Linked DNA regions of Sus scrofa: region 2 is linked to region 1. Evidence: chromatin contacts called from public Hi-C data. All regions are on one chromosome and are shown on one strand. Each heading gives the region's core, a stretch centred on a gene start, on an enhancer-like site or on the middle of the called end of the contact. The rest is flanking DNA. Distances are from core to core; before and after follow the strand shown. Region 1 has its middle 10 kb from the start of RFPL4B. Region 2 has its middle 510 kb from the start of RFPL4B.

Region 1 (5,190 bases), core at 1,642-4,141:
CCTAGAAACTCCTGTTTATCCTGGCTCCTCCTTTCCCTCCTAGGAGCAGTCCCTCAGAGCGATCTGAGAGGCCGTCTTCTGAGTTTAAGTCCTCAGACAATCCTTTGTATAAAATATTATTTTCAGCTTTTAGCTTGTGTATTTTTTTTCAGTCAACAAGCCTTCCCATGGCCTGCAGTACAGGATCTTGCCGCCATTCTCTCCTTCTTCCTTCAACGATTCTTGTCTTGATGAAAATCGCAACATCAGATCTGTATTTCTGAGTGAACTTAAGGTATTTTTTTTTTTCCACCTGTCTTAGGGTCACTGGAAATTTTAGCTTTCCTCTAATTGTTAGTAAAATGTTCTAACCACATTACAAGAATCTCAGATATAAGTTAACTAGAGACATTTCCTTTGGAGGTCCTTCCCACTGCACAGGAAATTCAGGACTCTGTATTTTTGCAATCTTGGCTACCTAGTCATGTGTTAATTAATTCTTCTGTATGTCATTATTCATTAAAGATTTATTTATTGAGAATTTTCAGTGTGTAAAGCACTATGGTAGCTGCAGGATGGGCTATGTAGTTTGCAGGTCCCAGTTCAAAATAAACATGTGGAGCCCTTTGTTCAAACACTAAGAATTTTAAGATGGCAACAGTAGAGCATTAAACCAGGCACAGAGACCCTGTAAGCCTTCCACGCAGGTACATAGATCACACATCTATGAAGCTGATGCTGGTGAACTGTTCAGAATATAAATGTGAGCAGAAAATTCTCTTGTCCTCCTGGAAATCATAGTCTGTGAGGATTATACATGAATAATCACCTTCAATAATTTGATCATTTGATAGTAGTAAAGATAGAACAATAATATACTAGGATAAGTGCTCCAAGGGACAAGAATGAGGTTTGATGAGAGTTTATCAAAGGCCTAAGACTTAGGTCTGGGCTGAGGGGATGCTTTGCAGGAGAAATCATGTTTATAGGACAGGGAGAAATAAACATGGGATGAAGGGAGGGAGGAGCCTTTCAGGCCAAAAAAACCTTCCATCAGTGCATGCTCTGGCACTGGGGAGGGTCTTAGCAAATAACGGAATTGAAGGAAGGGCCTTGTATGGAGAATAAATGAAGAAAATGGTGAGAATTAAGACCCAAGAGGCAGGAATTCTTATTGTGGCTCAGCGGTAAGGAACCCAACTAGTATCCAAGAGGATGTCAGTTCCATCCCTTAGTGTTAAGGATCTGGTGTTGCCTTGAGCTGTGGTGTAGGTCACAGACACGGCTTGGGGTCTGAGGCTGCTGTGGCTATGGCTAGGCTGACAGCTATAGCTCTGATTCAACCCCTAGCCTGGGAACTTCCATGTGCTGTAAGTGCAGCCCCAAAAAAAAAAAAAAAAGAAAAAAGAAAAAAGTCATACTAGAGCCCTTTTGGACTAAAGAATAAGAGGGAAATACCCAACTCAGAAAATCACACAGTGGGAGTTCCTGTTTCTCAGTGCCCTGGCTTGTTTCCACACTGTGCTGCTGTGATTCCTATTTCTTTTCAGACACTTGTTTCTCAGAGACTGAATTCTTACTCACCTACACAAGGAGTCATCTTATACTGTTATTCTCCCTGGAGGAATCTTTATGGACCGTGCCTATCATGTTAGGAGAAAGGGTATTTGGCATCGTGGCATTTCAAGCTCTCTGCTAATGCGCAGAGTTTCTCAGCAGTCGGCAGACTCCTAGCAAAGCTGATCTTACTAGGGGTCACTAGTACTAGGAACAAGTGTGTGCCAACCATGTACTAGGCACAGAGTCTAATTAACTATTAAATTGATATTCACCCAGTATTCAGTTATTATAGTATTGGTGATTTGGTAATTAAATCCATAATGAAATTCTATTTGGATTTCAAAATCTCTTTCCCCACTCACCTATCAGAATGCTAACAATCTCAGTTAACTAAACCCATATGTGACATTTCTGTGGTATGCATTGTCTCCTTTCCTTTGGCCTCATTCTTGCAGAGAAAGGACCTGAAGTTAGGTACCAAGATGAAAAAATGGAAGAGGATGGATCAAATAGAAACTGCTGACCTTTGAACTGATAATCCTAGAAGGCAAATAAAACAGATCTACATGAAAATTTTCCTTTCCTCTACATATACCTAATTCAGTCATTTTAGAGTTGTGAGCTTTGGGTTTGGATTTTTTTTTTTATTACTCAATGAATTTTATTACATGTATAGCTATACAATGATCATTGCAACCCAATTTTATAGTATTTGGGACTGGATTTTTTTAAAAATCCAAAACGGATTGGCTTTTTGCCTGTTCTCTATCAAGAAAAGGGATCACGAATTTTATTCACTGATTTCCCTCAGTGAGACAATTTCTTGTCTAATTTTACTGCACCGTTCCTAAAAGAATCATCCTATTGATCTCGATGGCTCTAACTGCATAAGTTCACATCTCTCATTTATATCTTTTTGTAATATTCATAAAACCTCCCACAAGTGGAAGGGAAGTGACACTCATTGATTGGTTTCCTGATTGCCATCAAGGTTAGAATGAAAAATATTGCGGGCTGGGGCTCCAGTTCCCTCAGAGACGCGGTAGATGGCGCTGTGCTACACAGATTCTGCCTCAGCCTTGCAGGGGCAACGGACTGGGAGATAATGTAATCTCTGGACAGGAGTGTTGTTTTTTTCCAGCCCAGAGGAAGAGGTTATCCTCCTAGGAAATGATTTCTCTACATAAACTTAGTTTTGCCAAATCAGTGATTTGAACTGTTTTGACACCAAAAGAATCTTAAGTGTCTTTAAGCCTGAAAAAAAAAAAAATCTGTACTTGAAAACTCTTCAATGCATGGAATAATCTTTTGGTTATATGATGTGCTGACCTCCCTGCACTTCATTTTTTATTAATCCCTAACCCAAGATCACTCTGGGAAACTACAGTTAAGTCCTCTGGACATTTCATTAGCGCCAGCTGGATATACTTTAGTGATTTGACTTTTCAACAACATGGGTGGACTAATTTGTTCATCTCAAGGCCATGTTAATCAGGCGACTGTTCTTGGGTTATTTTAAAGCATTTTAATGTTTTTGCGTAGTATCTCCCCTAAAACTTGCTAATTATTTTCCAATAGCCCTAAAAATTATGTAAGATATGTTAAAATTTTTATTACAGAAGAGATAGGCATCTGGAAAAGTTTTATTGAAGATTTTAAAACTGTGACTACTTCATTAATAAGCAAAGAAATCATTTCTAATTTGCTGCTTATTCTTAAATGCTAGCAAAGGAGATCTTGGCCAAAACAAGTAACAGATATTTTTAAAAAAGAGAATTTCCCTAGAATAGACACTCTTAAAGGAAAGGAGAGATGTTATGCATACACTGTGTATAACAATTACACCGAGACTTAATAATTTAAGTAGACACATATGCACGCTTGCACTCTCAAACTGCCCTCCTGTCTGGGTTTTTGCCCTTGAATTGGAAGCTTTGCTCTGACCTCCATTTTGCAGCGTGTGTGGCCTGCCTGGCCTTTCTCACTCGGACTAATACGCTACCTCATATTTACTTTTGCAGACCTCTTTGTCCATTTAGAGTTTAGACCTGTATCCAATTACACGGTCCCCTGGAACTCCTGCTTTGGCTCTTCCTGACCTGACTCTTTTCTTCTAGCCCAAGTTCGGCTGAACTGCAAGGCATTCTTAGAGTTGCTTCTGTTGGACTGGAAGCCATTGGATTCCAGAATTGTGTTGTTGATTGCAGGGATCTCTTTCCTCAGAGTCTTTAGCATAGTCTCTTTTGCGGGTTGCTTTTCCTTTTTCCTTAAATGCTGTTGCTTTTCAGGGTTCTGTCCTAGGCCTTCCTTTTTATTTTGCACACCTTTCATGGGCAATCCCAATCACTTCCCTATCTTCCAGTTACCATTTACATGTGCAGGTTAACCCCTTCCATGTCCAAATTTGCAGCCCAGACCTTGAGAATCAGAACTGAAGCTACCTCACATCTGTAGAGATGCTCAGATGCCTAATTGGCATCTATAGCAGAGGCATGGGATACAGGGGCATATTAATACATTGTTTGTGGTAGGAGAACATGAATCAGTAAAGAAATTCATTATAGGAGTTCCCGTAGTGGCTCAGTGGTAATGAATCCGACTAGGATCACTAGAATCCATGAGGATGAGGGTTCGATCCCTGGCCTTGCTTAGTGGGTTAAAGATCCAGCATTGCTGTGAGCTGTGGTGTAGATTGCAGATGAGGCTTAGATTTGGTGTTGCTGTGGCTGTGGTATAGGCTGGCAACTACAGCTTCAATTTGACCCGTAGCTTGGGAGCTTTCATATGCTGCAGGTGTGGCCCTAAAAAGCTAAAGAAAGAAAGAAATTCATTACAAGCTATCAATTCTTAATACTTGTTGGACACTTCCTGTGAACAGTCATGGATAATTGGAATTATTTTAGGACAGGGGAGAGCTTGGTTAGGAAATAAAACTATACCAGTTATTTCCATTCCATTCATGTAGGATAGAATAGTTGACATTGCTTGCAAAGGTCTTTGGTACTATTCTAAGAAATGAGCAATTAAATGGTATGAGGGTTCTGAAAAGAAGCTGTCTAAAAACAGACCAAAATATGTTGTCCTCTGTTATCTATCTATACATAGATGTGGTTAAAAAGATGCATCATTACATACCACAGGCTGTCTTGTCTATTTTGCAACAGTATTTACCTTCTCATATATTTATATTACCTCTCTTAATTGGGCTGTAACATATAGGGCATCGCCTGTATTATTCCTGTTTGAGATCGCCTAAGTATTTAACAGTGTGTGAATCTCAAATATAGACAATGGATGTTTGTGTGCAAGCCTTGGGATGTTGCTGGCTCTTCTTATTTTGGTTTGTTTATTTAGATTTACCTCATGACAATGCTCAGCATGCTGCTAAGAAAGCCTGTTGCATTTAGATGATAGTTAATTGGAACATTTGACTGCATAAGCCATCCCACGCTACATACACAGGGCTGTACAGATTCTGCTAATTAGTCATTGCCGTTTCTTATCTTGCAATGATACCATGCTAAGGAACTCACTAATAGAACTATTAAAAAACCCCGAAGAGCTAATGTCCAGGCAGACGAGGACATGTAGAAGTACACACAATCCAATGAGTCACACATCTTTCTTCAGTTAGGCGATAAACTACCCGTA
Region 2 (5,190 bases), core at 1,365-3,864, 520 kb after region 1:
TTAAATATTGTAATTAAGAAAGTGTAGAAATGATTTGAATTGATCTAAGCACCTAGAAAATTCAGGAAGGCATATTTTGCCTAAACTATAAAATGAGATTCTTAGCCTTTAGGGCTAACCAAGAAAACCCTGGGCTCTTCCAGAAAGCACCATCATTTAAATATTCAAGTTTATATTCGATGACCACAGGCACAATGTTACATAGACTATTTTCTCATTAGGAGGTGAGTTGCATTAAATAGAAAAACAACAGCAAAAATAATAATTTTTTTTAATCGAGAGTGGATTAAAAGCCCTTTAAAATGGAATATATGTTTAATCCTTATTGTAGCAGAGCAGACTGAATTTGACTCTATATTGCATCTCTAACTTTTGTGCTCTGTTGCCTGTGCGTAGTCAAGCTGGCTCTATACCTTTTGTAAAGAATGTTGCCTATAGCCTGAAATAGGCACAATAGCCCATTCTCAAGGTTTGCCTCCCAGGCTTGACCATTAATGGTATAATAAAAAGTTACTGAAAAGAAAATAACAACTCTCTTGTTGAGTTTTATAGGAGCATTGTGACCAGCCTTGCATGGACAGCTGCGAGAACGAAGGATTCCTGCACCAAGCAGTTTGCAATAATAAGCCACACCCCCTCCCTTTTTAGTATAAAAGAAGCCTCAATTCTAAATTGAGTAAGATGGTTCTTTGGGACACTAGTCCACCAGTCAGTTGGGTTTCTGAATAAAGTCGTTATTCCTTGTCCCAACACCTTGTCTCTCCATTTATTGGCCTATCATCTGGCAAGCAGTAGGAGCTTGGACTCAGTAACATTATGAAGTGTATGAATTAAATGCTTTTATTACTCTCACTTTACCATTGAGAAAACTGAGGCATAAAAGATAAATAATTGGCCTAAAGCCAAACAGCTAGGAAGGGACTGAATGGGATTTAAACCCTGGCAACTTATCTCTCAAGATCACACTCTTAGTCATCACCCTAAAGTGTCAAAAGTGAAGATTACTTATATCTCACAGGGTTTTAAATTGTCCTGAAATAGGTGGTGGTATATATATCTACAACCGTGTTAATGATGTGCATTTTATTTGTTTACCCTTAGAATAATATGGCAAATAATATAGGTAATATAGCCTGGGATTACAGGTTATTTATTATGAGCTTTACCTAATGTGTCAGTATAAGAATCAAAGGCTATGCTCTGATAGGTTTTATTTTCTAAGTAGCACATACAGGAACATATACAATACTGTAGTGATATATTAAATTTATTTATGTGTGTATAATAAATTCATGCAGCTATTTTGTGTCTTAGTGTACCTTTATACATACTTTACAGTAGTGGGCTTGATAAAAATTTGAAATGTTATTTAATATCACTTTAACACCTAACTTGAACTACATTGACAGAATTAGCAAAATAATTTTTTTTTTGTCTTTTTGCCTTTTCTATCACCGCTCCCATGGCATATGGAGGTTCCCAGGGTAGGGGTCTAATCAGAGCTGTGGCTGCCAGCCTATACCAGAGCTACAGCAACGTGGGATCCGAGCTGCGTCAACAACCTACACCACAGCTCATGGCAATGGCGGATCCTTAACCCACTGAGCAAGGCCAGAGATCAAACCCGAAACCTCATGGTTCTTAGTCGGATTCGTTAACCACTGAACCACAACAGGAACTCCAGTAAAATAATTCCTAAAATTATGCTTTCAGAACTTGCCAGGCAAAAGATGCTAAAGTCCCTTTTGGTATCCAGTTTATCATCTTTATAACTTTTATCAAGGATGTGCTCTCTTATTTACAACTGGAATCCTTGAGTAGAAACCAAAGCTGGATTCCTCTACTGATATCCCAAATGCAAGCAGATTTCATCCATTACCTGTTTGCACCCATTTGACGCTGGCCAAATAACAAAAATGGATTATTTTTTTATAACATTTTGTATTCAATCCTTCAGATGTTGAAGAATCGATCCTTAATTTTGACTTTCATGGCTAATGTAAGAATCCATATAAAACTATTTTAACCAAAAGCAAACATTACACTATTTTTAAAAGATTATCAAAATAACAAGTTCTATCCTACCTCCATGCAATTGTGACAACTGACCCCCCAATTAACTCTGTAACTACATTTCAAATTTTCTCATAGTGCCTTTTGACATCAACATTTCAGAGTTTACTTTGAAACCTATTTCTTTCTTTTATTTTAAAAGTCTTCAAAGGAGCCTGATGTTTCAGAAAACTGCAAAAATGTGTTGGAACATATTTAAAGGAATGTGTTTTTTTTTCAATAGATTGGCAGAGTTCATGCACATTATTTGTTTTTCAGGTTTTCAGCTATATATATATCAAATATATATATATATATATATATAGAGAGAGAGAGAGAGAGAGAAGGAAAGGATTTCTGTGGGGGGGAAATACCATGGCTGTCATAGGGCAAAGGGGACTCTCCAGTGCCTTTGACTTTTCTCCAGGAGAAATTAAGAGAAGAATTCATCAAATGTTAATGTTAAGAACTCAGAAACAGGAATGTTTGTCCAGAGCCCCAGGCCTCAGAGCAAATGTTCTTATGCTGCTGGGCTCACAGTGAAGGTTTCAGCCAAAGTCAACATGAGCAGAAACTCCATCTGACTGATGCCGTGGAAACAGCTGTAACCACTTAGCTGGAAAACCACCTCAGATTCCTCTCCCAGAAAACCCTGATGACATGGGAGATGGGAAGCAGGAAAGCTCTGTCAGGGTCTCTCTTCAGCTCTTGTCAGAAAAAATATTTTCTTTCCCTGAAAACTGTAAATAGGTGAGTTCTGCCCTGGTCATAATAAACCACCAAAAAAGGGAAAAAAAAAATTTTCCCTAAATTAGTCCGTCTTTTCCTTTCTTTGTATATTTACCAGTATCTGGTTTAAGTCATCTTTTATGTGTATTTTTTTTAAGACCCATTTGATCTTAGATTCATTTTCTAAGTGAAATTGGATAGTATTCAGATTAGCATTAGAGACCAATTTGGTGGGCAAGTGTTTAATAAGTTTTCAATTTGTGAATATAGCCATAATTTTTGTTGTTGTTGAGATTTTTACTTTTCTCTTATTGTTCTGCCTGGCAGATTTTGTTAAATGTTTCTTAGGGGAAAACATAAAATGTTACACAAAGCAACAAATTGATTTTGACCCAATTTGGGAAAAAGCAAATGTTGCTCTTGCGATCATAGCATTAAAAACTATCATAGTCTTCTAACAGAGACATAAGGGGAGAATGGAGAAAAGCCTCAAAATAGAGACAATTAAGAGGGGAAAAAATGAAGCCAAAACAGGATTATCCCACTTCAGAACGTTCTCTATGTTATAAAATAGTATAGAGCCCAGGTATGGAATGTTGATGGTGAGATACTGGACCAGACAAAGACAAGTGCTATGAATAGACATACATTGTCAAAAAATTAATTTGTCTACTTTTTTTTAGATACCTATTTGTTCATTTGAATTTCATAACTTTATGATAAATTCAGTCCTTAGCACATGTCAATTTATCACATGAATTACTATAATATACTAAATATATATTTTTTACCTTATTTTATTTTATTCTTTGGGCAGTGCCCACAGCATGCAGAAGTTCCTGGGCCAGGGATCAAAACTGCACCACGGCTGTAACCAGAGCCACAGAGGTGACAATGTTGGATCCTTAACCCACTGATCCACAAGAGAACTCCTTAAACATACTAGATATATTTTAAGTATTGTTATGAAAGTGACTTGCATTATTGGGCCCCCTACTTCCAAAGTAACAAGCAACATTCTAAAACCAGGACCCCTCAAATGTAAGGTAAATTCCATTCACATATTCAACAAATATTTGCTGTGTGGTGGATGCTATTCTAGGCTGACAATATAGCAGTAAACAGAGCAGACCCTGGGCCCTCATGAAGATTATATTCTAGTAGGAATACTGTATGCTATTAAAGAAATATAGATGTTATAGGTCAGGTTATGATCAACAGCTATGGTGGAAAGTAAAACAAGACAAGGCAGAATCAAGCCCCTTGAGGTGAGGAGTTGCTATTTTGTATAAGGTGATCAGGAATGGGCTCTGCAAAAGTGACTTATCAGGGAAGATGCACAATAAGATGGAGAATCAAGCCACATGTCTATTAGCCAGAAAAATGACCTGACAGAGAGAAAAACAAGAGAAAACCTAGGAAGTATAAAGATGTTTGGCTTATTTGAGAAAGTGCAGGTAGCCAGTTTGGCTAGACAAATAAGGATACTGGAAGGACAGTGAGGAGCTGGGGGCAAGAGCATGGAGGGCTATGTGGGAAGTCATTCATTAGAGAGATTTGAGCAGAAGGATGATCCAATATGACACAAGTCTCTAAGTGATCTCTGGCATCTGTGTAAATAATGCAATATGGAGGCAAGGATAGAAGCAGAGGGATGCTAGAGGCTTGGACCAAGAAAAAAGAAGTGGTTTTATCCTAAAATTCTGTATCTTGAAAATATTTTGAAAGTAGAACCTGTAGGGTGTGCTGATGGTTTGGATACAGGATAAAAGAGCAAAAGAGAATTCAGGGTTGACTCCAAAAATTTTGACCTGAAGAAATAGAAAACGATCTGGAAGGTTCTGAGGAACTGAATCCCCAGAAAATGACAGGTGATCCCTCTAATGTCTCAAATGGATAAGAAATTGAAAAGAACTATATGCAGGTTGATTTTGGGGGGAGGCATCAAGCTTACAGGTATGAGGGAGAAAGATAACATAGAAACAGGTAATGACTGGCACTGTAGTGGGAATTAATTCAAGGAGCTGAGCCAAGAAATGAGAGACTGCTAGAAAAGGAGCAGTGTGTCAGGCACTTTTCCAGGAGAGGAATGGTAGATTTTCCAATGCAAGGCTCTTCTTGAAATATTCTGGTCGAAAGCCAGAATATTTACTCCAAGATGTGAAGACAAGTGATAGAATATGGAGGGTTTCAGCATAAGACATTGGATGACTAATCTCCCAATCAACAGAGGAATGTAGCTACTCAGAGACATGCAGGAACACTGTGCTGGTGATCAAGGATTCTGGCAACAAACAGGAAAATCCTGGCTCTGCCATTTGTAATTTGCCTGACCCTGGGGAAGATATGTGACCTTTCTAAGCCTGAGTTCTTTCATCTTGAAAATGGCAGTTGGGGAAGTAAATGAGA

The links. A called contact is a pair of places that touch in the nucleus more often than the background predicts.
Region 2: a contact with region 1 is called in a Hi-C map of fetal skeletal muscle, with 2.2 times the contacts expected there. The contact joins two enhancer-like sites. A contact is called at or near these places in 2 of 47 Hi-C or Micro-C datasets (embryonic fibroblasts and fetal skeletal muscle).

Annotation. Positions count from the first base shown.
Region 1 is chr1:78,299,665-78,304,854 of Sscrofa11.1, forward strand. No RefSeq gene overlaps it. Among named protein-coding and RNA genes, the nearest start is that of RFPL4B, 10 kb to the right of the region's middle. Within about 2 kb of position 2,892, at least 2 of the 83 cell types and tissues checked have an H3K27ac peak or open chromatin away from gene starts, as enhancers often do. A contact at or near this core is called in fetal skeletal muscle, where this site is marked.
Region 2 is chr1:78,821,302-78,826,491 of Sscrofa11.1, forward strand. No RefSeq gene overlaps it. Among named protein-coding and RNA genes, the nearest start is that of RFPL4B, 510 kb to the left of the region's middle. Within about 2 kb of position 2,615, at least 2 of the 83 cell types and tissues checked have an H3K27ac peak or open chromatin away from gene starts, as enhancers often do. A contact at or near this core is called in fetal skeletal muscle, where this site is marked.